Linked DNA regions of Ovis aries: region 2 is linked to region 1. A link is a contact called in public Hi-C data. All regions are on one chromosome and are shown on one strand. Each heading gives the region's core, a stretch centred on a gene start, on an enhancer-like site or on the middle of the called end of the contact. The rest is flanking DNA. Distances are from core to core; before and after follow the strand shown.

Evidence for each region. A called contact is a pair of places that touch in the nucleus more often than the background predicts.
Region 2: a Hi-C map of hypothalamus shows a contact between it and region 1, with 2.8 times the contacts expected there. The contact joins the promoter of FOXN3 here to the enhancer-like site in region 1. A contact is called at or near these places in 2 of 16 Hi-C or Micro-C datasets (blood and hypothalamus).

The regions. Positions count from the first base shown.
Region 1 is chr7:99,130,907-99,134,463 of ARS-UI_Ramb_v3.0, reverse strand. The region is part of intron 2 of FOXN3 (forkhead box N3); the gene reads left to right. Among named protein-coding and RNA genes, the nearest start is that of FOXN3, 170 kb to the left of the region's middle. Within about 2 kb of position 1,578, at least 20 of the 54 cell types and tissues checked have an H3K27ac peak or open chromatin away from gene starts, as enhancers often do.
Region 2 is chr7:99,305,868-99,309,424 of ARS-UI_Ramb_v3.0, reverse strand. It overlaps FOXN3 (forkhead box N3), which reads left to right and starts at 1,798. Exons shown (of 7, transcript XM_042252852.1): 1 at 1,798-2,177.

The DNA of each region.
Region 1 (3,557 bases), core at 329-2,828:
CAAAAGCCTCTTGATGAAAGTGAAAGAGGAGAGTGAAGAGGTTGGCTTAAGGCTCAACATTCAGAAAACGAACATCATGGCATCCGGTCCCATCACTTCATGGGAAATAGATGGGGAAACAGTGGAAACAGTGTCAGACTTTATTTTTTGGGGCTCCAAAATCACTGCAGATGGTGACTGCAGCCATGAAATTAAAACATGCTTGCTCCGTGGAAGGAAAGTTATGACCAACCTAGACAGCATATTCAAAAGCAGAGACATTACTTTGCCGACTATGGTCTGTCTAGTCAAGGCTATGGTTTTTCCAGTGGTCATGTATGGATGTGAGGATTGGACTGTGAAGAAAGCTGAGTGCCAACGAATTGATGCTTTTGACCTGTGCTGTTGGAGAAGACTCTTGAGAGTCCCTTGGACTGCAAGGAGATCCAACCAGTCCATCCTAAAGGAGACCAGTCCTGGGTGTTCATTGGAAGGACTGATGCTGAAGCTGAAACTCCAATACTTTGGCCACCTGATGCAAAGAGTTGACTCATTGGAAAAGACCCTGATGCTGGGAGGAATTGGGGGCAGGAGGAGAAGGGGACGACCGAGGATGAGATGGCTGGATGGCATCACCGGCTTGATAAACATGGGTTTGGGTAAACTCCGCGAGTTGGTGATGGACAGGGAGGCCTGATGTGCTGCGATTCATGGGGTCGCAAAGAGTCGGACACGACTGAGCGCGTGAACTGAACTGAGCTGACGATGAGGACTGGAGAGAAAGAGTGGATTGTTCCCTGCGTTGCTGGTTAGATGCTTTCCTAACTGCTTGTCCCTTCTGAGGGTCCATCCAAGGGGGAGATGGGGCAGATTTGGCCTGGCCTCTGGAGTTGTCAACTGTCACGTGTTTTTTCCCCTAAACCTCGTGCTTTATAATTCAGCCAGGAGCACGGTGCTGGCATGTGCCCCGGGAGTTTCGGTATTTTGTAGATAGGTTTGTCGTTTATTGAACGATGTCCATTTCTGTGGAGGCGTCAGGAGCTAAGCCTGTGGAAGTAGAGTGTCGTGGTTAGTGGTCTATTTGAAAAAGACTACGCAAAAACCAAATCACAGAAACCCAAAGCGCCCTGACTAAGGAGCTCGAGAGGTAGATTGCAAGCAAGAAGCTGTCTTCTGTGAGCTTGGAAATTAGATCTTGGATACCCTCAATGGGCAAGGTCAGTGCCAGAGACGATGGGCTGTGCAGGCCAGAAAGACTTGTGGTCTTAACTTTTCATTCCAGCTCTTAGCACCAGTTATTCACCACCAGCAAATAACTTCTTTATTTTATGTTACTTTATTTATTTCATATTTTGGCTGTGCTACACAGCTTGTAGAATCTCCATTCTCCAACTCAGAACTGAACTCGGTCACGGCAATGAAAACCCCGAATCCTAACCACCAGGCCACCAGGGAACTCTCATCACTTAACTTCTTGAAGCTCCGTGTCCTCACCTGTAAAAGAGGAGGACAGCCCCTCCCTGGGCAGGATCATGGAAGAGCACAGTACATACTGCCGCTGAAGCTCCTGGCTTGGTGCCTGGCACGCAGGACGCGTGGGAGAGCTGGTGCTCTGCGTGCCGGTGGCTCTTCGGGTCGCAGTGACTGGGCGCTTGGTGTCCACTGTTGTGGCCTTTGCTGTTCAGGTGCCTTGGACATCCTCAGGCAAAGCCACCCGTCCCTTGGGCCTCAGGACAGCGAGGCGTAAGGAGCTGCAAGGAGGGCCTCTGGACCAGTGGGTCTCCCGCCAATGAGGGCAGAGGCACAGCCTGTCAGACTTGTTACTAGGGAAGGGCCCCCTGTGGCTTGGTTTCAAAGCCGTACATTGTCCCCGCCCTTCCACAGAGAGGTGACAGGAATCTAGTCAGTGGCGAGCTGTAGAGACACCGAGACTTCACCAGGATGCCAGTTTAGACGTCGCCATTTCTTTGGATGGAATCGGGCTTTCACACGTGTGATGCAGACAACGGCGACTGCAGCGATTCTGCAGGAACTCTGGTGCACAGAGGACCAAAAGAATGGCCTCCTACTCGACACAGGAACGTGGGTGAAATCACACAAAACACACGAAGGACCCCCAGACTGCGGTCGGTAGGCAGCCAAGCATGTTGCTGTCAATATGGCAGGACTCCTCTCACTGTGAAAAGAAAAACTTGCTTTGCCCTTTCAGACAGCGGAAATGGCCGGACCAGTCTTTAGTTCACGGGCTAGAAACTGAAAACAACGGGAAAGGTTTTCCTTAAATGGAGACGCAGCTTGGCCGGGGCTCAGGCTGAAGTTCAAGCCTGGGTCTCGTCGGCCTTCCGTGGGGTGCTTCTCATATGTTATGCAAGCTTCCTCTGCCTACAACCGGGGAATCATTCATTTTTTCCTCGCCCTGTAATCTCGAGGTGTGCACAGAGCACAACCGAGCCTCCGACCTTTCTGCTTTCACTTTTGGTTATTCAGAACCTCCATCTGGCGGTATTTGACTCTGAGCGTTTTCTGTGGCTTTTCTGTGGCTCCTGTTCAAAGTATTCAAAGCAGTTTAAAAATACATAATGTTCAGTGATCTGACCAAGAACTAATGTAAGTACTTATTTGAGGACTGTTTTTGAAAAAAAAAAAAAAACAATTAGATTTGAACCTCTTTAACTCTTACTGCATCTTGGAAATAGATACTAAGATTTAAAACACAAAAGGTTTGAAAAATACAGGACTACTTCTCCAGAGCCCTAATGCTTGGAGTGGTGACGGTAGCTGCAAAGAGCAGAGTTTGTAAAAACAGAAGAGCTGAAATTCTTTCTTTAATATTAAACAGGAAGCTGGAAGCAGTGTGCAGCAATGTGGTGGGTTTCCAACAAGCCTGCTGCTGGGTTTATCTTCGCTGAGCAGCCAAAGTGAGACATTTCCCCTTTTATTCCTTGAGTTTTCATGAAAATCTCCACCAAAATATGACCACTGGAAGCAGGTTCTGTCTTGTGAGGCTTTAAAACAAGCCGTTTCCACTGGAGCCTAGGGAAAGTTGGAAGCCAGTTGCCAACCTCTCCGAGAGGGGAAGATGCTCTTCTGTCTCGCCTTTGTGCGGGGCTGTCACTCACCCAACATGTGCGTCTGAATATTCTTTCCGAAGACCTGGGCTTCATTTTAAGGTCAGCCTTCAATTTCGAGAGAATATAATTTGCTGCTATTTTTAGAGCATCATGATTGCTCGTAATAACTAATGGAAAAAAACTCTACAGAGAAATAAATGTGTAACAGCTGTGTCTGCTTAAACTTGATTAAAGGCAGTGAAAAAAAAAAAAAGTAACCAGAAGAATGAATGTGACCAGGGACGGAGGGAGAGACAAGTGCCCCTTATTGTGGAAAGTTTTACAGACGTAACTCGCTCTTCTCTGGAGGCCAGTGGTGTCTGTGTTTAAAGTTTACTTGACTGTTTGTCTTGAGTGGGATCAGTGTTGTAGTGAATAATTTATAGGCAGCGTGAATGAGCTCATTAGTCACCTTTTCAGACTTTAAATGAGTTTCGTGGCTGTTGTTACGCGAGTCTTCTGCTCAGC
Region 2 (3,557 bases), core at 549-3,048, 170 kb before region 1:
GACCCAGGATTCTGTAAATCTCAGCCTACAAGAGTCAGCTCCTAGCAAAACAGAGCAGAGGGCGAGGCTGAGCTCTGAAGTTGAGCTGGTCTAAGACTGGGACCACTGACATCCGATCACCCGGTACCTGTGAGGCAGGAGATAGATGAGCCCCACCCTAGAGCGTAAAGCAATCGGAGATTCATCCCCTATGGACCGAAACTCCAAGACAAGAACAGCAGGACGATTAAGGGAGGAGGCCTGAGCCCTGCCCAGACCACATGTCTCTCGTTCTCGAAGTCAGCAGACCGCCCTGACCACACATGCGCAGAAAGGCTCTTTGGAGGCCGAAGGAGACTTCTGTCAAGGGATGTTCTACCCAGAGGCCTGTTTGGTTAGATCCTTCTCAGCTAAGAGATGTGTGTGCACACATGGGAGAATCCTGTGAGTGTGAGCTAAGTTGCTTCAGGCGAGTTTGACTCCAGGGACTGTAGCCCACCAGGCTCCTCCGTCCATGGGACTTTTTAGGCAAGAATCCTGGAGTGGGTTGCCATTTCCTTCTCCAGGGGATCTTCCCAACCCAGGCCTCCCGCATTGCAGGTGGATTCTTTACGGTCTGAGCCCCCAGGGGAGCCCCGGGGGGTTCTGAGATATACCAGATACAGGCCGAGAACCGGGCAAATCAAAAGGATTGGCGAAAGGAAACGCAGAAGAAAAACCTTTGAAAGTGACTCGGACTGTCCGAGGGCACGGCTCGGGAGCCCTGCGTGTGCCCAGGCGCCTAGCCACACGCGCCGTCCTCTTTTCCTCTTAATAAATACTTTACTTGTTTCACCACTTCCTGTCTTTGTGGGAATTCTTTTTGGCAAAGCCAAAGGCCCAGGGCTCTTGTCACTGATCACAAGTCTAGTGGCTGGGATCTGGTGCTTCCGCCACCTCCACCCAGCCCAGTCTCCGGCTGGGAGCCTGAGCCCTGGCTCCACGCTGCCGCAGTCCCAGGCTGTCCGAGACCGCCTGTAACACGGTTTTCCTGCAGCGCTTACACCACCGCCCTGCAACTGTCTGCCTGTCTGAGGGCTCTGTATGATGCATTCTTTATTCTGTATACGCAGAGCCTAGAACAGTGCCTTGCTGACAGGTTTTCAATGTGTGAGGTTTACAGAATAAATGAGTAAAGGGTGGTTTCTCCTGACCAGCCCATCTTCGGGTGAGCTCTGGCTTTGAGGGACTGCTCGCCTCTAGCTTTTCTTTCCAGTTTCTGACCTCCTCCTGTTGGTGCCAAGATGTCTTGCTGCCTAGCGTTTGTGACATTTGAAGGCCACAGTGGATGGTGTGACTGTAAAGAGATCATTTTTTTTTAATTAAAAAAATTTTGTTTATGTCTTTATTGAATTTGTAACAGTACTGCTTATGTTGTTTATACTCAGGGTTTTTGGCTGCGAGGTATATGGGATCTTAGTTCCCCAACCAGGGGAACCCACACGCCCTGCACTGGAAGGCAAAAATCTTAACCACTTAACTGCTGGGGAAGTCCCTAGACCAGCTGTCAACAAAGGAATCAAATGAGTTCACCAAGTAAGTTTTGCATTACTCCTTCAAAGTCCGTGTCTTCCACGCCTAGCCGCTTTCTTGTGAGCTGCATAAGAACAGGAAAGAGCCGTTTTTTCAGAGTCAGGTATTTCTGTGTTTTCCGTTAAGTGTCACCCTGCCCTCACCTGGCTGGTAGTTAGGTGGTTTGGGACCCATCATCAGAGCAGTTACATTTCCTTTCGGCGGAGGGAAGGAGGAAGTGGAGTGCCACAAAGAGAACTGACTGGTGACTTTCCCAGGGGTGCCGGAGGGCTGAGAAGTCACGTTCCGCTTGTCACCGGGTCCGGACAGGGTGGCCAGACTCGCTCCAGCAGGCCGCCTGGAATCAGAAACTTCTGAGGCTCCAGAGGTCCTGTGAACTTTCAGTGCTGGGACGGAGGAAACCTCCCTCCTCCACGTGTCACGTGGAGTCAGCCTCTGATGAGTGTGAAAAGGCCTGCGGGTGACAGGGGCATTGCTTAGCCCCAGAGCTCCGAGCTTTCAGTCTGCCAGGGTGCCCTGGTCCACCACAGGACAGAAGTCTGACCAGTCAGCTTTCTCCTTTAGCAGAGATGAAAACCTGTGCAGCTAGCTTCTTTCCATTCTGCTAGGTCGCTGCTCTACAACAGGTAAGAAACTGGCTACAGGAACCTGTGTTTTGGACCTCTCATTTTCCATAGTGTTTGTAGAGAAATAGTTGGGAGGCCAGGTGGGCACTTGAAAAAGCAGGAATCAGTTGGGAATGCTGGAATCTTACTTGAGGGTCTCCGCTGCTCTAAGGACCAGCTGTGTGATTTCAGACGAGTCACTGTATTCTTTAGGACCTCCACTTCCTTGTTTGAAAACCAGGGATTATAGTGTCTGTCTTATCACAGAAGTGGAGTAAAGATTACGTGAGATATCTGCGGGAGGACTTTGAAGATGGTCAAGTGTAACCTAGTACAACTGTTTCTTTGAGTGGACATCAGGCAGCAGAAAAGGTGCCTTTGATGTTTAATTAATGCTAAAAATCTTCCATTACATTTATTTAGCTACAATTGGGAAGGAGGAGGGCAAGAGTAATTTTCGAAGGGACTTTTTGAGCTCCTAAAATAGAAACTCAGAAAACACATATTTGCTTTTCCTTTTGGTGTCAAACCACGGTACCATTGTTATTAGCAGTTTTGCAGAACTGTGACCTTCAAACTCTGTGATGTCAAAGACGGAAAGAAAGCTCCCAGTCTTGAAGCCTTTTAAACAGGCTTTTCAAACTAAAGCACTTTTATTTTGAATTGCGAGCTAATAGAATTGTCCTCTTAGATGAGCATTTGCAAGTTTAAAAGTTGCCTTCCAGGTGGGCCGCAGGAAACGCCTGTGCTGAGCGGGGGCTGAAGGCCCTTTTGGGAGCAAATAAGGGAAATCTCTTCTTGTCAACAGCCTTTTTGCAGTTAGAGGGATCTGGAACTTACATTCCCCCTAATCGCACATAAACTGATTTGTGTATACATCTAGGGTCATCACTTACTTTCAGTTTAGTGAATTTGTGAATTTTTGCATTCGTTTTAATTTGTAACTAAGTTTCCTCCACGAAGAGCACCATATGCCACCATTAATTCTTGCTCGTTGATTTCTTAGGCGATACATGAGTGCGTATTCTGATGCAATTTTTGAGGTCTTTTGAAAATCAAATGACTACGTGTTTAGCCATATGGGCCTTTGTTATTTAAAACAGCACATGATAACCAAGAGCAAAATGCAGAAGGGCGCGTTGGGGGAAAATCGCTGGAGAACTGTTTAAAACTTAAACACATCATTCTTGACCTTAAAAAAATTTGGGGGAGGCGTTATATTTTTGAAACCTGTCACTTCTGACCCCGCAGGGTCTCTCACACTCTGTACGTAGACGGTCTCAAGCGCAGCAGGCGAAACTGCGGGCACCGGGACCGCCCGGTGCCTGAGGCGGGGGCTGCAGATGCGAACCCCGCCTCCCGCGCGTCCCGCGGGCGCCCCTGTTCCCGTCCCGGTGTCCC